2 separate regions of the Anas platyrhynchos genome follow, and region 2 is linked to region 1. Evidence: chromatin contacts called from public Hi-C data. All regions are on one chromosome and are shown on one strand. Each heading gives the region's core, a stretch centred on a gene start, on an enhancer-like site or on the middle of the called end of the contact. The rest is flanking DNA. Distances are from core to core; before and after follow the strand shown. Region 1 holds the start of DDX41 (DEAD-box helicase 41). Region 2 overlaps NHP2 (NHP2 ribonucleoprotein).

The links. Hi-C and Micro-C count contacts between places; a contact is called where the count stands out from the background.
Region 2: a Hi-C map of skeletal muscle shows a contact between it and region 1, with 2.2 times the contacts expected there. The contact joins the enhancer-like site here to the promoter of DDX41 in region 1. A contact is called at or near these places in 3 of 8 Hi-C or Micro-C datasets (liver, skeletal muscle and subcutaneous adipose tissue).

Annotation. Positions count from the first base shown.
Region 1 is chr14:9,738,434-9,744,973 of IASCAAS_PekinDuck_T2T, forward strand. It overlaps DDX41 (DEAD-box helicase 41), which reads left to right and starts at 3,090. Exons shown (of 17, transcript XM_038186573.2): 1 at 3,090-3,242; 2 at 3,324-3,425; 3 at 3,514-3,673; 4 at 3,755-3,829; 5 at 4,144-4,204; 6 at 4,799-4,935; 7 at 5,157-5,229; 8 at 5,401-5,554; 9 at 5,691-5,827; 10 at 6,003-6,165; 11 at 6,266-6,397; 12 at 6,525-6,540. The coding sequence starts at 3,219. It overlaps FAM193B (family with sequence similarity 193 member B), which reads left to right. Exons shown (of 9, transcript XM_038186562.2): 5 at 1-128; 6 at 491-727; 7 at 1,241-2,264; 8 at 2,435-2,510; 9 at 2,616-3,012. The coding sequence ends at 2,712.
Region 2 is chr14:9,847,176-9,853,715 of IASCAAS_PekinDuck_T2T, forward strand. NHP2 (NHP2 ribonucleoprotein) reads right to left here. Exons shown (of 31, transcript XM_072023476.1): 12 at 5,883-6,338; 13 at 5,437-5,530; 14 at 5,175-5,221; 15 at 4,595-4,809; 16 at 4,187-4,279; 17 at 3,897-3,965; 18 at 3,006-3,183; 19 at 2,253-2,357; 20 at 1,322-1,366. Among named protein-coding and RNA genes, the nearest start is that of NHP2, 12 kb to the right of the region's middle. Within about 2 kb of position 2,471, at least 1 of the 8 cell types and tissues checked has an H3K27ac peak or open chromatin away from gene starts, as enhancers often do.

The DNA.
Region 1 (6,540 bases), core at 1,840-4,339:
CGGACGAGGGGCTCGGGGAGGACGAGGACAGCAGCTCGGAGCGCAGCTCCTGCACCTCCTCCTCCACCAACCAGAAGGACGGCAAGTTCTGCGACTGCTGCTACTGCGAGTTCTTCGGCCACAACGCGGTGAGCAAGGGGCCGCTCTGCAGCCACCCCCGGTCCTGGGGCTCTGCTGTGTGCTGTGAAGTTGTGAAATCAGCGTGTGGAGGGTGGGAAGTGGGGAGCTTGGGCTGCAGTTGTTCTCTGACTGGATTTTTATCCCGTTGATTTCCCTCCTGCCTCATCAGCTTGTTGGTCCCCTTGCTCCCAGCCTCCTGCCTGTGGCTTGGAAGAGTTTGTCAGGGGCTGTGCTCACTCATCCCGCTGAGACCTCAGGGACAGGAGCGGCTGGGGAGGGTAGTGGGGGACCTATGTGGGAGCTGTGGCTCCCTGTGCATCGTGCTGGTCCCTGTGCCTGCCAAGCCTGACGGGTTTCATCCCTCCCGCAGCCCCCAGCCGCTCCCACAAGCCGCAACTACGCCGAGATCCGGGAGAAGCTGCGTTCACGCCTCACCAAGAGGAAAGAGGAGCTGCCGCAGAAGCTAGGGCACAACAGCAGCTCGGGAGAGCCGGCTGTGGACCACCGGAATGTGGACGAGCTGCTGGACTACATCAACAGCACGGAGCCCAAGCCCCTGAACAGTGCCAAGGCGGCCAAGCGGGCACGGCACAAGCAGAAGAAGAAGGTGAGGCTGGGCAGAGGGAAGGGCTGCTCTGTGCCACGTCCTGTTGTGCAGGGTGGGGACAGCGTGTGGGGGGGAGGCCTGTCCAAATCTTGGAAGGTCAGGCCAAGCCTGCTCCTTGCAGGGCTTTCTCTCACTTCATCCTTTTGGGTTCTGCATCCTTTACTATCCCTTCACCCCCCAGCTCCATGGGGGGCTTCCCCGCACCTCTGTTCACACAGAGGATACCCAAAGCGCCTGGGGGGGCCAGACTGCTCTGTTAAACACCATGGGGCTCTGATAAACACCATGCCTCTGCAGTGGAGAGAGGCAGTGCTGTGACAGCTTCTGCTGTTTGCTGCTGCCTCGTGCCCAGAGCGGTGGCTGCTGTGGTGCCCACAGGGGACACCCGACAGCCTGGCAGCTGTGGAAGACATGGGAAAGCCACACTGAGGACTGGCCCTTGATTTTCTGCCTGACAAGGCCAGCCTGTGTGCCTGTCTCTGACCCATCTGATCTTCTTTGCCTGTGCTGCAGGAGAAGGAGAAAGCCCAGCTGGAAGCGGAGGCCCAGAAGCGTGCAGAGCGCGCCCCTGCAGCCAGCCAGAGCAGGGAGCCGGCCGAGGAGAAGCTGCTGGAGTGGCCGGAGCTAGAGCTGGAGCGAGTCAACAGCTTCCTCAGCAGCCGGCTGCAGGAGATCAAGAACACCATCAAGGACTCCATCCGGGCCAGCTTCAGCGTCTATGACCTCAACCTGGACGTCAACGACTTCCCCAAGAAGGCAGCTGTCCTGGAGCAGAAGAACCTGCTCTCCCACCTCAACGGCTCCTCCGACCTGCAGGACATAGACCTGGCCCTCGCCCCGCTCAGCCTGGGCCCCGCCAAGAGCCACGCGCTGCTGCGGGGCGAGCTGGGCCCCCGATGGGGCGAGGGGCCGGGGGAGCCGCCGCCGCCGGCCCCGCTGGCTGAGAACGGTGTGGTGAAGCGCCTCAGCGCCGTGCCCAGCCTGTCCCGCATGATCTGGGTGCAGTCCAAGGCCACGGACTCCGCCGTGGACGGTAGCGGGCTGAGCCCGGAGCCCAAGGAAGGGCCGCAGCCCAAGGGGCTGGAGCCAGCGGAGCAGGCACCGGCGGGAGGCCGGCAGCGGAAAAATAAGCGGCAGAGCGGGCAGGCCAAGAAGGGGGACGGTGCTGCTGCGGCGCCCGGGGGCCAAGCCAGGCTGGAGAGCCCTGGGGCGAAGGGGCAGGTGCTGGGAACCAAGCACCCTTCGAAGCCCGGCGCCGCGGAGCCGCAGCGGGCAGGTGGCTGCAGCGAGGTGCTGGAGGGCAGCAAGGGGCAGCCCTGGGGCTGCGGCGGAGCCAGGCAGGAGAAGGAGAGGAGCGGCGACTGGAAGGGCCGGAGGGGAGAGGGCAAAGCCGAGCTGCAGGATCCGGCACCACCGCCCAGCGCGGCCCCCGGGGACCGGCAGCTGCCTCACCCCACTGCTCGGGGGGGGTCCCCGCAGCCCAAGGGCAAGAGCAGGAAGAGCCGCAACAAGGTGGAGAAATCCAGTACCTCCATCGGTGAGTGCCAGCCCATCCCTTCTGCGGTCCCTTCCCCTGCCCGCTGCCACCCCGTTCCCATCCCCGTGTCCTGGTGGGGGAGTCCTGTTCCTGGGAGAACCGTGATGGGAGGGAGCTGGGTGTGGTGTTGCTGCCGTGTGGTGCTGAACTTGTGTTTTCTGCCTTGCCAGACGACGTGTTCCTGCCCAAGGACTTAGACGGGGTAGAGATGGACGAGACTGACCGAGAAGTGGAGTATTTCAAGAGGTGAGGCGGGACGGGGATGGGGGCCATGTCCCGGAGCTGGCTCTCACCCCGGGGCTGCTCGGGGGGGCTGCGGGCTCATGGGGGCTCCCTCCTTTTCCCCCACAGGTTCTGTCTGGACTCTGCCAAGCAGACGCGCCAGAAGGTGGCCGTGAACTGGACCAACTTCACCCTGAAGAAAACCACTTCCAGCGCAGCGCAGTGAGGCGCGGGGCCGCCCCCCGCCCCCGGCCGCTCCGCTCTCCTCACTGTGCCCCTCGCCACCGCCCTCCCCGGGGGTCCCCCCGGCTCTCCTCTGTGGGGTCCCCCCCATCCGTGGGGGGGGTCCCGGTGCTCTCCTGCCCCGCGGGACCCCCGGGGCTCCCTTTGCCCCTTTCCTTCCCCCTCACCGCGGGGTCGCCCCCGCCCCGGCCGTCCCCTCGCCCCTCTCCGCCCGGCTCCCCGCGGAGAAGAAAGGCCCGTGCTGGACCCAATAAAGAACTTTTTAATTTTTTATTTTATTTAACCCCGGCCTCTGCTGCTTTTGTTCTGCGCCCTGGGGGGGGGAGCTAAAAAGGGATGGGGGGGCGGAGAGCTTTCGCTTTCTGAGGAAATTTGTCCTCCGAGGCGACCCGTAGCGAATGCGGAAGGAGGGGGGACGGCTCGTGCCGTTGCTAGGCGACAGCGCGGCACTTCCGCCGGGCGCCATTTTGTATCCGGGGTGACGGCGCCATGGAGGCCGCGGCGGGCAGGAAGGTGAGGCCGAGACCCCCCCCGGGCCCCTCAGCCCCCCGGGGCCGCCGCCGCTCCCCGCCCTCACCTCGTTTCTCCCCGCAGAGGCAGCGGGAGGAGGCGGCCGAGTCGCCCGAGCTGTCCGGGGAGGAGGATGACGCTGACTACGTGCCCTACGTGCCGGTGAAGCAGCGCAAGCAGCAGATGGTAACGGGGGGTGAGGGGTACGGGGGGCACGGGGGGGCCCCGTCCCGGTGCGGCGCCTCTCACCCGGCCTCCCCGCGGTGCCCCCCAGCTGCAGAAGCTGCTGCAGATGCGGCGGAAGGTGGTGTCGGAGGAGGAGCAGCGGGACAGCGGCGGGGAGCAGCGCGGCGACGAGGATGACATCCCCCTGGGGCCGCAGTCTAACATCAGCCTGCTGGACCAGCACCAGCACCTCAAGGAGAAGGCGGAAGGTGGGGGGGGAGCTGGTGGCAGGGCTGGGTGGCTGCCTGGGGGTGCTGGGGCCAGCTAACGGCTTCCCTGGCTCTCCCCAGCTCGGAAGGAGTCAGCCAAGGAGAAGCAGCTGAAGGAGGAGGAGAAGATCCTGGAGAGCGTGGCGGAGGGCAGAGGTGAGTGCTGGGAGCTCCGTGGGCTGCGGGCAAGTCTGTAGAGCTGTCGGGCAGCAGGAGGGGCGCTGCCTGCTGTGCAGTGCTCGGTGATGTTCCACCCTGGGGTTGGGAAAGGGATCCCACTGCGAGCTCCTCAGCTGGTGTCTGACTGCCTGGCTTAGCTGGGAGCGTGCTGTCGCAGGCCCCTAGACCTAGCAGGCTGCAGCCCTCGGAGCTCCTGCACCCAGAGGTGCTGGCTGGCTTGCTGTCTACCCCTATGTCTGCTGCCTGGGGGTGGAGAGCATGCTCTGATCTTGTTGGCCTTGTTCTTGCAGCCCTGATGTCAGTGAAGGAGATGGCGAAGGGCATCACCTATGATGACCCCATTAAAACCAGGTGCGTTTCGCAGTGTGGGAGTTGTTTTTCTGGGAACCTCGCTGCCTTGCAGCTGACAAGAGCAAGATGCTGTGCAGCCTGGCAGGAAGAGCACTGCTCTGTGGCCATCAGCTTTACTGCACTGCCTGGCTTCATGCCCCTGTTAGTCAAAGCAAAGGCTGCTGAGCTGTCCACGATGTTGTTCTATATACAATAACTCTTGTTAAAATGCATTTATGTAAAATCTGAAGGCTTGAGCTGAGCTTTCAGATCTTGGGGAAAACTAAGTGAGAGAAAAAAGGGGAAAGCTCAGGGAGCCAGTGCTGCTCAAGGCCCCGCAGTGTCAGGGAAACAACCAGGCTGTGTCCAGATGTGTTGGCGTGGTTCACCTGTTATCTGTAGTTTGTTCTCAGCTGCTAGCTTGGGGTGCTTGGAATTGGGGAAGGTATTTAATGGACTGGCTTGGGTCTGCTTATGAAGCCCCTTGGGGTCAGCTCTTTTCCACGGTGGGATAACAGAGCTCTACAGGGAGCTCTCCTCAGCCTCTGTTGGTGCTGCTGGCTCTGAAGTCGCTGGACATTTTACATCCTGCATTTTGTTCTCTTGCCTTCCCAGCTGGAGAGCTCCTCGTTACATCCTGGGCATGTCCGAGGCCCGGCACGATCGCGTCCGCAAGAAGTACCACATCCTGGTGGAGGGGGAGGGCATCCCGCCTCCCATCAAGAGCTTCAAGGAGATGAAGTTTCCAGCAGGTGGGAGCAGGGGGGGGCTTCTCTGGGGACACTCGTGTCCGGCAGTGAGTGAAGGTGTCAGATCCGTGCTGTGCTAGCAGGGTCACAGCTTAAATTCACAACAGTGGTTGTGTCACCTGGCTGCTGGACAAAGGGCTGCTGCTGAGGAGGGAATTAAAAGGGAAAACGGAGGAATACCTTTGGGTTGTGAGTGTGTGTGTGTGTCCCCTGTTCCCTGACAGCTATCCTGAGGGGCCTGAAGAAGAAGGGAATCCAGCAGCCAACGCCCATCCAGATCCAGGGCATCCCAACGATGTGAGTGCTCTCGCCCCGTCCCAGGAGTTGTTCCCCCTCCCTCCAGCCCACCGGGCGGTGTAAAACGGGCCCCGTGCCCTGGTGGCAGCGAGCCCCTTCCCCCTGCTCGGGCCTTGAGGCCTGATCCCTCCTGTAACCCTGTGGCTCACCTCAGCCCCATTTCTCCGGCAGCCTCTCGGGACGGGATATGATCGGCATTGCCTTCACCGGCTCCGGGAAGACCTTGGTGTTCACCCTCCCCGTCATCATGTTCTGCCTGGAGCAGGAGAAGAGGCTGCCCTTCTCCAAGCGGGAGGGACCGTACGGGCTCATCATCTGTCCCTCCGTGAGCACCCGGGGCGCGGTGGGGGTGGAAGGAGCTGTTATCGATATCAAGCACCCATCTCAGGCTCTCCCTGCGCGGGAGGGAATTAATTAATGTGCAGGAATTAATTTTTTTTTCTCTTGTTTTCTCTCTGCAGCGGGAGCTGGCCCGGCAGACGCACGGCATCATTGAGTACTACTGCCGCCTGCTGCAGGAGGACGGGCTGCCCCCGCTGCGCTGCGCCCTCTGCATCGGGGGCATGTCCGTCAAGGAGCAGATGGAGACCATCAAACAGTAAGGCCTGGCAGGGAGGAAGTGCTTTGGTTGGGAGCCGCGCTTATTTTTTGTGGCAGGAGGGCTGAGGGGTGGAATCCTGAGCGGGGTGGGGGCGAAGGGGACGTGCCAGTCCCCCGGGTGCTGTGTGGGGCAGGAATCCAGGCTCCTGACCCTGCCTTTCCTCGTCTCTCAGTGGCGTGCACATGATGGTGGCCACCCCAGGCCGCCTCATGGACCTGCTGCAGAAGAAGATGGTGAGCTTGGACATCTGCCGCTACCTGGCCTTGGACGAGGCCGACAGGATGATCGACATGGGCTTTGAGGGGGACATCCGCACCATCTTCTCCTACTTCAAGGTACTGGGCTGGTAGGATACGAGCGCCCTGAAGCTCGATCCCTACACCCACCAATTTGGGTGAGCTCTAATTCCTTGCCTGTGCCCTGTTCCCCACGCAGGGCCAGCGGCAGACGCTCCTCTTCAGTGCCACAATGCCCAAGAAGATCCAGAACTTTGCCAAGAGTGCCCTGGTGAAGCCCATCACCATCAACGTAGGGCGAGCAGGTGCCGCCAGCCTGGATGTTGTGCAGGTGAGGTGCTGGGGAGCTCCCCGTGTGGAACCCAGCATGGTTTTTGGGGGTGCCAGTACCTCTCCCTGCCAGCCACGGGGTTAATCTCCCTGCTGCCTGCCTGACCCATTTTTTTGCTTCTTCCTAGGAAGTGGAGTACGTGA
Region 2 (6,540 bases), core at 1,221-3,720, 110 kb after region 1:
CAGAAATAGACCTGCAGCTTTTCTTCCTCCTCCAACAGCTTTAACAGCATCTTGCTTGCACTCCAGCTCCGGATGCCAGGTGCTGGGTTTTCTTATCTGTCTGCAGCATCATTTCTTCATCTTCATGTCTGCCTCGATGGCACAGCGACGCCCTCTGGTGCCTCCATCCTAGTCACAAGGCAAACAAAAGGACTGGCATTAACAGAAATGAGTTATGCAACCCTAAACACAAAACACTTCCTCCAGCACACAGTGGTAAGGAAATGTGCATCTAATAATAATACTTTTCATGCCTTCTGAACAGGAGAAAGGGAAGCTCTGACAGGAAGGCCTGGGGAGGCCTGTCTGCAGACCTACCTAAAGTTCACTCTGGACACAGCACAGGTGCTGGGATTTGCAGCATCTCTGTGCATTGCTGGCAGTCAGGAGAGACAGGCAACAAGGCTCTCACCCAGACAGGTGCTTTTGGAGCCTGCACACTGCAGGCTTTCTCCTAAGTGACAATTTCTAGCTTGGCTCTTAAGATGGAAAGAGGAAACTGCTGACTAACCTACCTTATTAGCTGCTGATCCCTACGGGAAGTGCTCCTCCAGTTGAGTGACCCTGGCACTAGCTCCCTAGCTTCTCCGCACAGCTCCTTTCCATGAGTAGAAGGCGAGCTGAGAGCTTCCTTTGATCCGCTGCCCTCTCCCTCTGGCTGACATGCTGACTCTCCCGGAGTACTCCTCTGTCTTTAGATATATGCGAGAGAAAAAAAAAAACTCTCCATCTTCCTCCCCTCTCTCCTCCCCGCAACTCAAAGACTTGGGGTTTCCCAGAGGGAATACTTTCCAAACACTTCCAGATCACCAGAGGCACAGAGCAAGGTATTTCTGCGGAGTATCTTATTTGCTTTCTGGACCATGAATGATAAAGGAGTACACAGCTGATTCCTCACTTTCCCCAGACCCTTTGCACTGTCTTGAATGTGAAGAAGGGGCAGCTGTGTAAGCATGAGAGATGTCAGAACTACAGCACTGCACCACTTGGCGTGTCTTCCCACTTACATGGAAAGAAAGCAGGAGAGCAGTTGTGGAAAAAAGCACAGGCAGATGACAAAACAAGAACGCTTGGAACCAGAAGAAAGACTGAAGCCCCACCCACTCACCCACGCTGAGAGGAAGGGACTAAGATGTTTCTTCTCTAGTGATCATGGTTGTACAGCCCCTATGTTAAACACACACTGCTGCGACGCTAAGGATGCTGTGACAGTGCAGTGATCACCCAGACAAGGAGCAGAGCACGCTGCCAGCAGTACTTGCTAGCGCCTTTCAATACTTACAAAGAGAGAGAGAAGGAAGGCAGGAGAGCCCATTGGGACACTGTCCTGTTAAAAGGCCAAAACAGAAGCACTCATCAGATAGGGAAATGCACACACCACATAGAAGCAATAAGCCCACACACGAGCATAGCGAAACATCTGCCCCATTCCCCTTCCTGCACGGCTTCAGTCTTATGCAGCAGGAACATATAAATGCACAAAAGAGGGATATGGCGAGAGTAAGAATGCTAGGAAAGGGATATTCCCTCCTCAACTATAGCAATGCCTGGACTACCAAACCATTGCTGCGCTGTGCAATCAGCCATGCTTGCCACTAGAAAGAAGCAGGCAGCCCTTGCTGTTACAATGTTATGTATGCCAGCTGAGAGCATGTGAGGTCATGTAATCATAGATGCATCTTTACAGAAGAAAAAAGAAAAAAAAAAAATATATATACTATATATATATACTATACTGCTATTAGTTCAGATCAGTGTGGAAGTCAAAGGTTCCATGGTGTGTTTTAAACAGCAAACCAGACTGGAGTAATTCCCTGGTTCTAGGAACTTGACTTGGAAGTGAAGAACACGGCAGAGGCTGGGCTTCCAGATCTCTACATTTTCACCTTCCTGCCATATCCCACTTCTTCTGATAGTCTACTCATTTCCCTACAGTTTTGATATACTTGTTTTTAAAATCAGGGAACAAACATAGGGGTTACAGGAGTAACTCATGATTATTAACCTGCCTCTGGGATGACACACAGCTCCAGAGCTGAAATCCAGTCAGTGGACACATTTAAAGAAAAATACTGTTTGTTCACATGAAGATGTTGAAGCTATTTTGATCTCAAAAAAACATTTTGCACATCTTTTTTATGGGAACTTCATGCAGTATCTCGAAACTCTCCAAAAGATACCAACTGCCCTTCTGCAGGGTGCAGCATTCTCACCTTCTCCGAAGCATCTTGCTTGCGAGTGGAGTCTCGCCCACGCAGGCTCTTTGCACTGATCCCCGACTCTGATGTTTGCATGATCAGTTGCGTGGCCAGAAATTGCTGCAGGAAAACCACACTCTGTTAAGATTCTCAAGCAAAACAAGCTCAGTTAGTGCTTGTCACTTAACCATCAAAAACCACAGGGCTGGGAATGATTGGGTCAGAGGCAGTTTCAGTTCCTTGTTTGCTGCTCAGAGTAAGTTCCCCCATTTACCTCAGAAGCCACAAGTCTGGAGGGACTATAAAAATCCATTGCAAACTGTGTTAGCCCTGGCTGTTGGGACATTCCACTTCGTAAGGAATTTTAAATCATATTCACAGGCTAGTTTCATATACACTTTAAGCCAGCAGAGCCACCAAAAGAAGCAATCGCGTCCCCTGTCATTCACTGATCTTGTTGCTTGTTTCTGTTCCTGAACCACGCCCTGCTTCTTGCTGGCCTAAGCATATCTACATCCCCTGAAGGAAATTAGATTTGAAATTGGTCTGGGCTGAACCTAACTGACATTTTACTGTGTAATTTTAACCTATCCACAATCAGCTCACCACAAACACCTAGCACAAGACAGATGCAGGAAAAATGGGACTACTTAATTCAAAGTCCCTGTGAGTGAAAGTGTGGTCTTATATCCACAAGTGTTTCCTACACCTGCGGACCAAAGCAGATGCTCTGTTCTGTACTGCTCCTGTCTCAGCTCAGTACTTTACCTGGATCTGCTCCAGGACATCTCGCTGCATCTCCACAGCCATGTGGTACACATCATGGTCTGAGCTGTTGTACATAACTGCATTTTGAAACATCAGCATAATATCACGCTGGAACTCAGCCGTGGTTCGTATCAGCCCATTCTCAATATTCTTTTTGATTGTAGATAAATCCATTGGCCTATGAAAGAAATGCATTCAGCATAGCAACAGACATACCTACTTCTTTCCCCTGTCATTTGCAAGCAGCCTTGGGTCTGTGACATGTCTAATTAGACAATCTATTTAATTGGCAGAATATCTTCTCCCCCACATAGGCTGCGTTCCTGAGTTCCAAGGCCTCAAATCAGGAGACACAAGCTGTCCAGCAGTTACCATAAATGGTGACAGTACATAACAGATGCCTTGAGAGACATTTGTCTTCTCCAGGCATCACTGAGGGAGATAACAGAGAACTAAAACTGCAGCCATTGAACTGTTTACAGAGATTTCTGAGGCTAGCAGTGGGTTCTGTTAACTCTCCCAGAAAAGTCCACTGTCTGAGACAGTAAAAGAGCTCCATCAAAGTTTTTGGAGTCTCAAAGATTAAACTCTACCCCCAGACAAAAACTGAGAACCTGATGATAGTCACATACTACCTTACTGACAAAAAATGTTCTGTGCAAGTCAGCTTACTTCATTCAAGGACAGGGCTGGGTAAAGACTTGTGTCTATTACTGAAGATCTGAAGATGACTCTTTTCTTAGGGAAATCTGTTTCTGACTGTGAGATGCCAGAAGAAAAGTATTTTCCAAGTCTTGCAGTTTGAATTACAAATGAAGACTGGACCTTCCTGCCAGAAATTCCTACACAAATATACCAGAGATCTAATGACACGAGACTGCTGAGACTCACCTTTGCACAATACTGTGGTAGCCTGGTGCTATATCATCAGTCACAGGCTGGAGGAAGACATTAGCATACCTGCAGAGAGAAAGAATCTACTGAATGCCCTATCCTTGCTGATAAAGGAACAATCCTCAAATATTTGTTTCATGCTGTCATGTTTGTCTGCTATCAGCAACAATTTGATTCGTCATCTCCCCATTACCCTTACAAGCCCGGTAAGCCTCAGAGATGGGAGAGTACAGGCTTGTCTGGGATTATTTACTTCCTTCTGCCAATTCTCAAGACATCAAACTCACCTGTGATTAGCTGCCGCTCTCCAAACTAGCATGATGGCTTTCTTCCAGATCTTCTGGGCCTGTATTGCTTCCTGATCCTCACTGCACACTGAGCTGAGAAAAAAAAAAGTAAGACATCCATCATAAGTCTCCATACTTACTGCCTTGAAGCAGAAAAACCTTAGTTTATTTTGCCTTTGCTATACCTACACTAACCCCTGCCAGAGACAGAAATAAAAAAAAAGGAATCTTACTCATGAGTGCACTGTCTGCACACTGCACTTGTGAGTAAGGAGAATCTAGTGCCAGACAAATCAAATTCCCTCTGTGGACCCACTCAGTCAGCAAAACAGAAATGAGAATCCTATGTTCCCTCCACAAAACAGCCTGGGATTTGCACCTGCATGATAGAGTTTCATGGATACTCACAACTGTGAGGAGGCCGGGCTGCTGGGGATGGAGTCGGCTAGCGTGTGTGACTGTAAAGGTGCGTTATGGACACTGAAGCCATCGTCACTCTCACTCACAGGGGGTTCGTTATCCATCTCTGACAGGTATCCCTCACCCTGATCTTCTTCTTTGGGCTCCTCCAAACTGGCAGCCTCACTGGCACCATCCTCATCATCCTCTTCACCCTGCCCATCCTGAAACAAAGAGTTCATGAGTCTATGCAGCCGACTACAGCAGCAACTCAGAGCGTCCAGAGAAATTAGAGTTCAGAAAGTAAAGTGACTTTTTTACTACAGCTACTGACAACATTATCTATAGGCATGTCCAGAAAATTCTGGTCACTATCCTGCCCTGCCTCCCACCACCCTAACATAAACACAGAAACACTGACGCCCAGCTGAACAGGGCCTGAAGCAATCTCCCCTTTAGCTCCCGACCTCACACTGACGACTTCCCATTGCAGAAAGCTGAAGCAGGCTTTAATTTTCAGTGGATAGGAGCCAGAAAGCAAGAATGAACCCCAAAGTAGACAGGATGAGTACAGCCAATTCAGAATTACCTTCATCTGGCTCCTAAACAGGGCTCGGGCTTCCTCCTTCATTGAGTCTGTGGAAGGAAGAAAAGCAAAAAGGTTATGATTCTCCAAAGCAGTCTTTCCTACAAAAGCTCCTGTACCAAAGCCTACTGTCCTGCAGTAATTACCACTATTCCTACACATATCTTGTTTTCTCCCTCCACCCCAAAACACCTGAACCAGATCACTGACATCTATCCAGCTAATAATGTTGCATGTAAAAGATTTCCTAGCTGAATTAAGTTACCTGACAGCTCAAATTTGTGCTGAACATCAGCCTGTGAGGAGTCTTCACTCACATTTGGGACTTGTGGAGGGGATGAATCATCATCAGGTGGGGTCTGGAGGGAAGAGAAATGCACAAATCTAGATGTTTGTGTCAGCTTACTTCAGTGAAGGTGTGGGCACATCTCACTCACCCTAACCTAACTCAAGGCAATGAAGCTCACTGAGCACCTTCCCAACAGCAATTCTGCACATGGGTGGTGGGAGATACAGAAAGGCACTGCCTGAAGCAGAGAGCTTCCCTGCAGATCGAACAGATCAGCAGCATGACTCCCAAGGAAACAGCCAGCCACATTCATGGAAGGGTCACCTTCAGCCCAGCAGTCACCCTTTCTCTAAACTTTCCTGCCTGCCACAACTGCTCCTTTCCTTCCCCACACCAGTTCCAGGCAGCCTCTGCTCACATACCTCTGTCTTCACCGTGCCGTGCATCGTGTCTTCTCCCTTGGTCGATTCTATCTCAATTTCAGCACTCTCTCCTGCTGCCACAGCTGCTCTTTGATCCTCTTCTATCTCTTGACTCCTAAGCTCTGGTGTTTCTGTCACTCTTGCAGTTGCCGGTATGGTTTCCTCAGCGCCCAGCTGATTCTGCTCCTGCTCTGCAGGTTCTGTCTTTATTTCTGATCCCAGCTCTCCAATGCCCATTAGCTCTCGAATTCCCTTTGCCTCTGGCTCCTCACATTCCAGTCTTTCCTGCTTCACAGTCACAGACACTTGGGGTATCTGGGCCTGTTTCTCGTGCTCCTGACGAATTGGGTGTTCCCATGGGCCAGGCAGGGTCTGTGGGTCATCAGTATCTTCACAAAAAGAAGACAGAGCAGCTTCAACAACCGCTGCATCCAGGACTTCTGGGTTGTCGTCTACCTTTATTGTCAAAACAAACAAACAGAAGTGCAGGCCAAGGTCAGAAAGAGGGATTAAAAAAGAATCAGCGTTATTTAGTAACAAGTTAACTGTGGAAAACTTGGTGTACTGGCTTTACAAAATCACCTTTAGCAGCCAGACTCCCATCACTCCCTGTAGAGTTTCAGTTTCAGGAACTTGGCTCTCATGGAAAGCACGCTGC